Linked DNA regions of Hordeum vulgare: region 2 is linked to region 1. Evidence: chromatin contacts called from public Hi-C data. All regions are on one chromosome and are shown on one strand. The core of a region is the stretch at or near the end of the contact, and the rest is flanking DNA. Distances in the headings are between cores, read along the strand shown. Region 1 holds the start of LOC123430631 (xyloglucan galactosyltransferase XLT2-like). Region 2 holds the start of LOC123430633 (cytochrome P450 704C1-like).

What was found. A called contact is a pair of places that touch in the nucleus more often than the background predicts.
Region 2: a Hi-C map of seedling shows a contact between it and region 1, with 2.6 times the contacts expected there. The contact joins the promoter of LOC123430633 here to the promoter of LOC123430631 in region 1. A contact is called at or near these places in 1 of 6 Hi-C or Micro-C datasets (seedling) and 1 of 1 datasets of contacts at active chromatin or transcription factors (embryo).

What each region holds. Positions count from the first base shown.
Region 1 is chr2H:583,690,592-583,696,425 of MorexV3_pseudomolecules_assembly, forward strand. It overlaps LOC123430631 (xyloglucan galactosyltransferase XLT2-like), which reads right to left and starts at 2,398. Exons shown (of 1, transcript XM_045114485.1): 1 at 481-2,398. The coding sequence starts at 2,378. The coding sequence ends at 657.
Region 2 is chr2H:583,972,972-583,979,772 of MorexV3_pseudomolecules_assembly, forward strand. LOC123430633 (cytochrome P450 704C1-like) reads right to left here and starts at 4,613. Exons shown (of 4, transcript XM_045114487.1): 1 at 3,604-4,613; 2 at 3,175-3,510; 3 at 2,869-3,072; 4 at 2,391-2,763. The coding sequence starts at 4,398. The coding sequence ends at 2,572.

The sequences.
Region 1 (5,834 bases), core at 1,148-3,647:
CCCTTGTCTCGGTTCATAGGACGTGCATGGAGTTTTAGGTCATCGATTTGACTAGCTAATACGAGTCATATGTCATGAAAAATATATTATTGAATTTTTAAGTAGATGCAGTTTTTAAATGTATATTTTTTTATCAAATACAGTACAATATATATTTAACCAATTAAGTTATCAATCTAAAACGGTATGCCTTATAAACCGAGACGAACGAAATACATCGGTATCAGAATATAGATGTTGTCGGTGTGAGTAGCCGTAGCAGACACTGCTGTGCTTCATGGTAACATGCTAAGATCGGATCGAGGAGCCAGCCATTTGATAATCCATTTGATGCAATGCACAATTGACCGAGGAGTATCAGATTTGATGCAGCCTGTCAAGCTGTGTTACAAACTCCAATGTACACTGTGCCCATAAATAAAGGACTAATAGAGCTCTAATGTACACTGTGTTACAAACAATTCCATACACTTGCTTAGATTCTGTTAATTTACTTATTTATGTACTAATGGAGCTGTAATTCGCATATACAACCACGGTCAAAAGTACGGCTACAAGTGGTGATGTTTAATCTTTAACTGTTCACAAAAGGAATCTGAACAAGAAAGCAAAAAAGAATGATCGTTTTGACAGTTTGGTCCTCTCCACTAACAAAATTACGTCCTCTTCCAATTCCGGCGCTGCTCAGCGACCCGCCGCAGCATGCCGTCGATCATGACGTCCATGGCGTCCTTCATGCCGCCGCCGAGCCCATCCTTGTCCGCGGCGGAGTAAACCAACCGCGGTATCATCTCCACCACGCGCTCCCTCATCTTCCGCACCCGCTCCTCTGGGATGGCCGCCAGCACGCCGCGCACGGTCACGTTACCGGCTCGCAGCTCGTCGCGATCGATGAAGACCGACCACTCCCCTTCTTGGCCGTCCTTAGTCGACAGATACCAGTGGTACTGAAGGTACGCGGTCCGCCGCCAGAACAGCACCGGCACGGCCCCGGCCACCATGCAGTCGAACAGCGAGCGGCGCGTGAAGCTGTCCCCGCGCGGCTGCACGCAGAACCGCGCGCCCATGAACAGCTCCAGGACGAGCCCGTTGTCCTTGATGCACTTGCCCTCGGCGCAGTCCAGCGCGCCGCACTCGGCCCCCGCGGCCTGGCAATCGTTGAGCAGCAACGCCCGGAAGTCCCCCTTGATGGCCGACCGCGGCGCGCCGGCGAAGGCGAAGAGCCTGGGGCGCGGGACTGACGTGACGTACTGCTGCCACGCGCGCGCGTCGGCCGCGGTGCGCGGGTGAAATCCGGTCGGGTACGGTATGCCGACGTCCATGGCGTCCCATGGCTCGCGCTCGATGACGAGGCGGGTGACGTTGGCGACCCCGGGCATGGCGAGGAAGCTGCCGCCCCACCCGCCGCTCGGACTGCGGCGGAAGTCCCAGGTAATGCGGCCCAGCGCGAGGAAGTGATCCCAGCCATTGGACCGCTTGTAGTACGGCTGCGCGTGGAGCCACGAGAGCAGCGCGACGCAGTCCCTGTCCCGGTCGGCGTCCGTGGCGTTCGCCGACCACAGGTGGCGCCCGACGGCCAGCCCCGCGTAGAACGGCACGAAGAACGCCTGGGCCCGCGCCGGGTCGGTGGTGCGGCACCGGTGCGAGAGCAGGCGGCGGTGGACGATGTGCTCGAGCGCGAACTGGTCGGAGGAGTGCCACGGCCCAAGAAGCTCGGCCGGCAGGATCGCCGACAAGCTGGTCCCTTCCGCCGGGAACCCGAGCCCGTCGTTGGCGAGGTAGGGGCAAACCGAGTACATCGGCATGAGCGTATCACACATGGCGAGCAGATCCTCGTTGAAGACGGCGGGGAGCTCGTAGACGTACACGAGCCCGCCGCCGCAGCCGGAGTCCTCGGGGCCGCGGCTGGGCGGCGGCTCCGGAACGGGAGAGGAGGTTGCGGCAGCGGTGGAGGCCAGCTTGGGTGGCGGCGCGGAGCGGAAGGCGACGAAGAGGAGGAGCTGGAAGGCGAAGAATGAGCCGAGGAGGATGACGACGAGGCGCGGGCGGCGCGCGGCGGGGTTCTGCGGCTCGGGACGGTACATCCCGGCCATGGCGGGTGCCTGGGTGGGGTGGAGGAGCTCTGAGCTTGCTGTGGATCGCGGCGTCGGCGTGGGGATGATTTGAGGCGAGCTGGGAGAGGACGGACCACCAGCGCGAGGGGAGAACGTGGGGGCGCAGTACGGGGAGAGGAGCGTGGGGATTCGGAGATGGGGACGGATGGAGATGGCCGGAGATCGCGCTGTGCTGGGCTGTGCTGTGCTGTGCTGGGGGAAGTCGTGCAGATTGGGAGTAGTGGCAGACGACTTGCCCTGCTTTGGGTTAAGGTTGTTCAGCATTGCGTGCTCGACACTTGAGACTTCAGGTAGACTCCGGCCAAGGGCATCTTTGCTCGACACTTTTTCTTAGGGAAATATTATCTGGCCAACCGTTCTGCCAAGATGCTCTAACCCCGGTGAACCTTCTCCCTTCCGTCGCACTTTCTCTGTTTTATAATGTAGTGCCTCCGTACTTATCACCGTTCAAATTTAACTGTAATTTGATCAAAGTAACGACTCCGACGAAAGCAAAAATTATATCATTCAATTCATATATGATTTTTTCCAGCGATATAATTTTTTGCTTTCGCCGCAGGTCAGGTTGGCTAAATTTATTATTGAACTTAAATCTCGAGAAACACGGATGCATTACATTATGAAATGAAGGGGATATGAATCTCGGTGCAAAGCTCACGCCAAATGAACTTTTGGGTTGAGAGGGCCTTTTATGTATTTTTGTGTTTAAAATTCACATTTATTATTCAATGTCGTAAATCCCAGTTTTTCTCATTTTCTGACATGATAATATTTTTTTCACAGCACGAGCTTTTTAAAGATGATTTTGTGTTTATTATTTAGACACGGCATTTTTTTATTTTAAATGGCATGGAAGTTTTATTACTAAGCATATGGCATTTTTATTAACAATATGATGCAATTTTTAACAATAATAGAATGACATTTTTGTTATTGAGAGATGCCATTTTCGTTTTTAGTCGCATGGTGTTTTATTAGTGCATGAGATTTTTATTAACAATATGATGCATTTTTATAAATTAAAGAACTGCATTTTTGTATTATATAAATAGGCTTGGAATTTTAATGTTTGAGAGGATGAATTTTTTTATTTTTAATGGCATCACCATTTTATTTTTGGAGTGCATCGAGATAAAAACAATTATCGAGAGGGTGATAATTTTATAAAGTAACACGCCACTTTTTTCAAAGCATGGCATTTTCTAAAGTTTATAATTTTATGTTTTTCTTGTTCATGGAATTTTTATCCTGAGAATGGTAGTTTTAAATTTTAGCATGACACTTTTATTTATTATTTTGGAACCGGGCTTTCTCCCCTTTCCATTACTTTCATAACGGAAATACAATGTTTTTGAGACCAGAACCAGAAAGAGGGGGAAAGGGAAAAAAGCGAGTTCGTAACAATATCAGGAAACCCACCATTTATGCCTGTCATCAGGAACACAAACTGCGGGGCGAAAACCTGATATCATCCGATACTACGCAAAAGATCAAAAGTTACACTACCATGAACCAGCACCACTACGAGGGTTCCCAACAACCATAACCAGACCAGGCTCACAAAAGAGCACAAGATAAAACGAAAGTTTCACAGACTCATAGAATTTCAAAAGCTATCACGAGGGCACCAAGCTATTTGCACTGTAACCAGCAAAATCCATCGCCAAGGGATCGTCATCTTCTCCTGCACTTACCACTCCTCCCAGGCTTCTTCCTCCTCTGCCTGTTCGGTCGATTCTGGCCTTGGTGGTCCACATAGCAGCAGTATCTGGGATGCGCTCTCTTTTAGCAATTGAGCCCCTTTCTTGACAGTCTCCGCCATCGCCGGTTTTTGCATACCTGCCGAGTATTCAACAAACGCACATGTTGTGAAAGCAATTTCAAAAGGAGTGTTAATCCACTTCTTTTCAAAAGTAGCCCGATTCCGAGCCAGCCATATAGACCAACAAACTGCAGCTAAGCCAATAATATAAATCTCGCATAAGCCCGGCAAAAAAGCATACAACCAAGAATAAACCTGCCAAATCGTTTTTGGAATATAACTCGTACCAAAAATAGCACCAACAGTTCTCCAAACAACATTGGCCACCGAGCACCCAAAGAACTGATGCTGCGCCGATTCAAGTTCATCACAAAAAGAACATTTAGGCCCCCCTGCCACTGGCGTTTCCTCATATTATCGATAGTAAGAATGAAGTTTTCAAATAACTGCCACGGGAAGATTTGAATCTTCAAAGGAATCTTAGTCCCCCAAATCCACTTATAATTGGCCCCCTCAAGGTTCCTCTCTAACCATCTATACATAGTTTTAGTGGAATATTCTCTGGAATTATCTAATTTCCAGTATATTTCATCATCCTCATCTGCACAAATTTTATCCAATACGTATTGTTTCATTTCATCCCATTTCTGGAGCATAACTGGAGATAATCTTCTCCTAAAAGAAGTTAAATGATTTATACTCCTTATCTAAGAAAATTTCAAAGAGATCAGGATATCTGTCTTTTAGAAGGACATTATCACCCAGATCATCTAGCCATAGGCTAGCAATGTGTCACGCCCAAGATGCGACCCTATCCTCAATTTGACACGAAGGCCTCGTCACGGATAGAAGCGCATCTCGTCGTGTCGCAAGAATGGATATCGTTACAAGTACATGTATTGAAAAGAAGAGGTATATAACAGAGTTGGCTTACACTCGCCACAAGTTACATCAGAGTCGCTTCAGTACATTACATAATCATCAAGAGTAAGAGCAGGGTCCAACTACGGACGAAAACAAACGACAAAAGAAGAACGACGTCCATCCTTGCTATCCCAGGCTGCCGGCCTGGAACCCATGCTAGATCGAAGAAGAAGAAGAAGAAGAAGAAGAAGCAACTCCAAATGAACAATCAACGCGCTCACGTCAAGTAACCTTTACCTGTACCTGCAACTGGTGTTGTAGTAATCTGTGAGCCACAGGGGACTCAACAATCTCATTTCCAAAGGTATCAAGACTAGCAAAGCCTAATGGGTGAGGTATGGATAAGTGGTGAGGTTGCAGTAGCGGCTAAGCAGATATTTGGTGGCTAAACTTACGAGTACAAGAAATAAGAGGGGAAAGATCTACGCATAGCGGACGTGAAATACTGTTGATCAAATGAATGATCCTGAACACCTACCTACGTCAGACATAACCCCACCGTGTCCTCGATCGGAGAAGGAACTCACGAAAGAGACAGTCACGGTTACACACACAGTTGGCATATTTTAATTAAGTTAACTTCAAGTTATCTAGAACCAGTGTTAAACAAAGCTTCCACGTTGCCATATAACTGCGGGCACGACTTTCCAAAAGATTTAACCCTGCAGGGGTGCTCCAACTAGTCCATCACAAATTACCACAAGCTGCATAGAAATCCTCAATCACGAAGCTCGCGATCTCGTCGAATTCCCTAGTGGAAAACCTCAACTCTCAGATTACCCAAAGCATCACCGAAATCCCGATGCACAAGATATTTCGTCAAAGGTAAAACTAATCCAGCAAGGCCGCCCGACGTGTCGACGAACCCGATAGGAGCCGCGTATCTCGTTCTCACGACACGACGGATGGGTTACACTAGGAGAACCAAACCTCGGGTTGCCCCGAGGTGGCCCCGTAGTCTGCCAATTTGGACCAACACTCATGAGGAGCACTGGCCCGGGGGTTGATTAAATTATCCTCGGGGTCCGGAAAGC
Region 2 (6,801 bases), core at 3,363-5,862, 280 kb after region 1:
AGGGATGACACCAATCCATCTCCCTTGATACAACCCTCCCTCTCCCGTATCTCTTGTTTTTTCCTTGGTTCCACCGCGATGGTGCTTGGCGAAGCCCTATCAGTGTTGCACCACCACCATCTCCAACACACCATCGTGTTGGTTGATATCCCATCTACTCTCTGCCCTCACTGATGGATCAAGGATGAGGAGACGTCACCGAGCCACACGTGTTCTAAATGTGGAGGTGTCATCCGTTTGACACTCGATCGGATTGGGTCGTGACTGGATCTGAAGAGTACGACTAGATCAACCACGTAATATACGCTTCCACTTAACGTTCTACGAGGGAACGTAGACACACTCTTCCATCTCGTTGTTGTCCATCTCCATAGATAGATCTTGGGTGTTTGTAGGAATTTTTTGGTTTTGCATGCTTCGTTCTCCAACAAGGGTTATGTTAGATTCATTCATATACAATCTCGAGGTATATCATCTTGTACTTTGTACTCCAACATAATCAATACAACACAAGCATGAAGTAGGGTTTTATATCTTTGAGAGGGCCCGAACCTGGGTAAACATTGTGTCTCTTATTCGTCATGTTACCATCTAGTCAAGATCACCAACTCAGGACCCCTATGGGAGATCTGTCGGATTTAGCTCTGCCAATGGCGGTTGCCACGTGTTGGTGGTTGTCACGGTTGATCTGGTCACCCGTGACAAAAACCACTTGCAAGACGCATCATTTTATGTCATGGAAGAGCATACTTCACTTTTGTCATGAAGTGATCTACGACAACCCATGCATGACACTCTTGGTTCTGTTATAATTTTGTCATGGATGAACATCAATTACAAAAAAATGCACATACTGTGGGAAATTAGTATTACCATAGTCATGTATTTTACTTGTAGTGATGCTTGGAGCCATCTAAGGAATGACCATGAGCGGGTAGCGAAGCCGTGCAATTATCAAGGCCACAAGCTAGCGACATTCGAGGATGAGGAAAACTGATGATAGTTGAATGGTCAGGTCGACAACGCTGCGATCAGAACCGACCGAGGATGGATAGGTTAAGGAGGTGGTGACCATGGTGAGATCAGACAATGTTATCCATTGGCTACGTGGGGAGAAGGGTGCCGAGGTTGGTGATGACCGTTAGAAATTGAATCGCCAAACCCACGAGCGCGTACGACTAGAGCATGACCAGGGACGAACAAGCGAAGGGGTCATGATAAGAGGATGATGGCTCAATTGGCTACAGAATGTAGATGGCATAGGTATGGAGGGTTAGAACATGGGGGTGTCTTGTGGGGGCATTGCCATCGACTGTCGCACATGCATAGCAGGATGACGGTGGCGAGCGGAATGGGGCGAGCATGAGGAGGTGCTGTGGTTTAGGAATGTTAGGAGTGGAGTAGAGGAGGGGGTATAACGGAAGATAAAGCAAGTTTCAAACTTATGGTTTGAATTTAACACACGGTTTGTCCGATTAGCAATGCCACTTGATTGGCATTTTTTATATTAAAATTTGGTTTATATTAGATCATTAGACAATGGATACAACTAGACATAAGGTAACTGAGCCTGACAAAAGTGACCCTAAACGAATATGCCTCAATTTTCTTGCCGAAACTCAACTAAACTTGTTATTATTGCACCTCCATAGCTCTCACCTCCAATGGATAACATCGCGAGTTCCAGTCACTCGTGTACGTGCAAAGATTTGTAGAGAAATATTTATCATTGAATCAACGTGGTAATAGACCTTCATGTATGGCATAGATTGGCAATTGTGCCATGCATATCAGCAGGGAATCACCCGGCCTTGGGATGCGTCACTGATAGTATCGTCTGACCAAGCGAGTGATCTTGCTCGCAATGCCATGAACAAAGAGTTTGTCAAAGAACATTATGTTGTTGCTTATGATGCACATGGAGCTACGTAACGAGATAACACAAATAATCAACATGTCAGCCATGAAGAACAATAGGGATGGAAACTTTTAGACTCCTTGGCAATGCCATAGTAAACATCACCGAGACTGAATTAGGGTCGAGGGACTTTTATTCGAGATGATACCGACATCACTACCGGAGTAACATGGCCATGAGACTAAAACCCACTACATAAAGAGGAGAGACGAGAATGGCTTCCCATTCGTCCCCGGCGTCGAAACAACAAACGAATGCATAGAGGAGAGCCGGGAAGGAGATTGATCTTGTTGGCGGCTAGGATCTCTCTCTCTTTTTTAGAAGGGGGTGTTGATTTGAACCTTTCTAATGGAAAGTGAGATCTTTTCTTGAATCAAAGCTACCTTTTAGCCAGTAATCATGGTTAACTTGCCGAACCTTGCATCAACTATTTGAGTAGAGTCTATAGAGCGTACAACTGCTCGGGTATAAATAAGTGCATGAACAACTTCTGAACTGTATGCCATTGTTATATGTACAGCTTATGAAGTGCTTGGATTACAAAAAGAGGCCGCATTGTTATATGCACATCATCATATTATCGAAGTTCAAACAGAATGGAACACCGAAACATGCACAAACTTTCGAGATTGGACATCTTGATAGCAAGCACGCTACCCGCTTGCTCGCCGGGGCGACGCACGAACGTTGAGCGGGCCATCCATTTTGAGCGTGAGCATGGGGCGATACCCCACCGTCGACTCGCCCTCCCACATCTCAAACCTGAAGAGGTAGAGAAGAACTGCCGCAAATATCTTCATCTGCCTATACGCAAACTCCTTCCCCAAGCAGATCCGAGGCCCCGCCTATGCCAGACACCACGACAAACGTAAACGTCACGTGAATATGGATAGCTCTGTACGGTTCAGGTCGTAGTCTGGTCCTGTGATGATTTGGTTACGCGTGCTCACCTGGAAGGCCGTGAACTTGTAGGGGCTCTCCGGGACGAACACGCCGTCGCCGTCGAGCCACCTCTCCGGCCTGAACTCCTCGGCGTCGTCGCCCCACAGGAACTTCATCCTGCCCATCGGGTACGGCTGGTAGTTCACCATGTCCCCTTTCCTCACGGCGTGCCCGTCCGGCAGCGTGTCATCCGAGAAGCAGTACTTGACATCCTACACCAACAAAACCATACTGATGGTGACGCCCGGTCCACACAGCACAGAAGTAGATTACTTATAATGCGCTAGGGGTAGGGATCGGGTGAGCTGACTCACGATGGGCACAGCCGGGTACAGCCGGAGGGTCTCCGTCAGCGCGGCGTGGAGGTACGGCATGTTGCTGATGGCGTCTTCTGTGAGGCACGCCGTGAGTTCTTGCGCGCCGACGTGCCGGTCGCCGGTGGTGGCCTCCCGCACCTCCCTCGCGATCTTGTCCTGGATGCGCTGCTTGCTGCACAGCACGTAGAGGAACCACGACAGCGTCCCCGCCGACGTGTCGCGGCCGGCGATCACGAAGTTGAGTATGATGTCCCGGAGGTACTTGTTGTCGAAGCAGCCGGGGTCTTTCTCCCTCTCCAGCAGGAACCTCGACAGGATGTCCTCTTTCTTGGCCTGCCAAGTCAGCAAATGTCACGACGCCAGATTTGCTGCTGCCACCTACCAGGCGGCGGCGCAATTTAGTGTTTGCAAGAGGGAAAAGCTTACGAATTCTTGTTGATCTCTGCCCATCTGCTCCATCTTCTTGTCGATGACGGCGTACACGAAGTCGTTGATGGTGCGCACCGACCGCTTCATGGCGGCCTCCGACGAGACGTTGAGCAGCCTCTTGGCCTTCCAGAGCGGGTCGAAGAACCTGTACAGCACCTGCTCGTTGGCGTCGTCGAAGGCCCTGGCGAACGCCGCGCTCTCCTGGCTGGACCCGGAGAGCGCGCCCAGGCTGACCCCGAACCCGATGGTGAAGATCGAGTCCAGCGTCGACCGCATGAACAGGTCCTGCATGTCAGCCCTCTCCCCGGCGGCGGCGGCGGCGGCCACGATGCCCGCGAGCTGGGCGGCCGTGTCGCGGAACACGCCGCTGCTGTACTCGCGGAGCACCCGGGTGGAGAACTCGAAGCTCGCGACCTTGCGCTGGTGCCGCCACATGGCGCCGTCGACGTTGAAGATGCCGTCGCCGAGGAGGTCCTCCAGCACGTCGTGGGTCATGGTGCCCTTGCCGTAGTTGGCGAAGTTGGTGCGGAGGATGTACTCCACGTTGGCGGGCTCCACGGTGTAGACGTAGTTGCAGGTCGGGGTGAGCATGCGGAAGGTGCGGTACCTCTGGGAGAGCTCCGTCTGGTACTCGGCCAGCCGGCCGAAGTTGAAGAGCTGGTGGAGCATGGTGCCGGCCACGGGCGGGTACTTCCGCCGCTTGCCGAGCAGGGCGTGGCGCGCCAGGTAGAGGGCCAGGAGGAGCAGCGACAGCGCCAGCAGCGTGGGCTGCTGGCTCAACGGTGAACCCATGGCCGTGACGGGTCACCGGTGCGAGGACGCCGGGCGTGCTGGCGCGTGGCGTGTGCCGTGTGGATTGAGGAGGATCAAGGCTTGGGTGCGAGACTGCGGGTGAGATGCACACAATTTCAGGAAGGCGCCTTGTTCTCTTCTTTTAACTGGCAATTTGGCTCATCTTCTCGTTTTCAACACACGTGGAGAAGACGAAAGCCAGATCGTTGAGATGGGTTCGTCGACGTGCCGTTTGAGTTAACGAAAAAAGGTACTAATAACTACGGTAAGGAACAGCCAAAACCTGGGAAAAATCCAAGAGTTGGGGTTGTAAATTGTAAACCCCACATCAGGATTCAGGACCAGCCAAATTGATGTTTAAAGTAGGCAGCAGTCAGATGTGAGTAGATCATCGCTTCATTTCGCCTGCTTCCCGTGGAGATTTTCCATTTTATTTTCTTTGAACCAGTCACATAATACTAATCAATAGATTCCCGCAAAATAATAGTCCTTCCATTTTCAATCACCTCGCATATTAGTCTCAAGTCAAACTTTTAAACTTTGACCAAGTCCAAACAAAAAATTATTAACATTCACAATACCAAATCAATACCATTGAAATCACTCATTGCAAAAAGAAAAAAAAACCATTGAAATCACCATTCAATATATTTTCATGTGTGTGTCTCTATATATATACACGCTATTCACATCCTGGATGAGGAAATAGTTATCCTTCATCCTTCTCTATTTTAACATCAACGCACCGTAATTTTATGTTTCGTAAATTTTGTCTTATTTTATACGTAAAAGAGACCTAAAAATTATAATCAACATTAAAATACTTTATGTCACGCAAATTTACGAACATAAAAAAAAGTGCAAAAATGCAAAAAAATAATAATTTTTTCCTAGTCTTGTGACCTATATTTTTTTTGTCAAATTTTACTTAATGATCTAATATAAATATAACTATTTTTATTTTAATATAATTTACATATAAATTGATTATTATATTAACTCGGATGAAGAAAAAACTATTCTGCATCCTGGGTGATGAATAAAGTTTCTATATTGTATACCATCACTTGCATTTTGTATGTTGTATGTACTATCTATCAAATCAGAGTGTATGTACGTGTACTATGTAGTACTCCCTTCGTCTTAAAAATCTTGTCTTAGGTTTGTCTAGAAATGGATGTATCAAAATAGTAAAACATGACTAGATACATTCATATCTAAACAAATATAAGACAAGAATTTTGGGACGGAGGGAGTATATAATAATGTTTAAGATAGTATATACATAACTTTTTGCACTATATATCATATTTTATGTATGCTCTTTTTTACGTACAAATATATACGTATTTCACAAATATAATAAAAACAATGGGTTAACTTGTATTTTTTCATGTAACCCACTTTGAAAACTCATATATATAATATATAAACGTAATTAAAATGATAAATAAGTACATAAACTAACGCATGATAGTATATGGAACATGCGTGGTAACTAGCCCTGGATGGTAGGATGTATCATTCGGTGAGGAATATTTATTCTTCATCCCCATTTATTTTCCCATTAATGCACCATATTTTTACGGTTCGCAATTTTTTTTTTCATACCTAAAAAGATAAAATAAGAAAAAAAATTACCGTAAAAAATATTTCATGCTATGTAAAGTTACAAACTTAAAAACATAGCATAAAATATACATCAAATATAAATTTTATGTTCTTATGACCTATATTTTTGTTTTTTTATGTCAAATTTTATATACTCGGCTAATATGCATGTAACCATTTAGATCTATTTGAAAATCAAACCATAAATGTAATTAGTTACTCCCTCCGTCACGGTTTAGAAGACACGTTTGAAAAATCTCTGGAACCAAGTTAGTCATAGATTGGTTGTAAGATGTAGCAGGTGTAAATGCTAATGCGCCTAATTAACTGAGAAAATACTATTACTAATGTGTGAGCAGCAAATTGGGAGGACGCATGCATGAGTAGTATTAGTACTAACTAATAGAAGTAATTGCTATCGCGCCTTAAATCTTGTCTATTTTGAAAACGCACGCAAGTTTAACTGTGCCTTCTAAACCGTGACGGAGGGAGTAGCAAAATAACTAAATGTGCAATTAATTAGGTTCATTTAAATATATATATTTCTCGGTCAGATCAATTTGCAAACTGTCTCATTAATGCAATAAACTGATTATGCATGCAGTTAATTCAGACTGTATATAATTATATAATCAGATTACAATTTTTTAATTGCCCATTAATTTGATATGTATATAATTAAGCATGTACATAATCAATTAATTTATTACGCAGCAGTTAATTGCACAGAATTAATTTGAAAGCCCTCCGCACGAGGACGGTCAGTAGGCTCTTAACGAAACTGTCGATCAA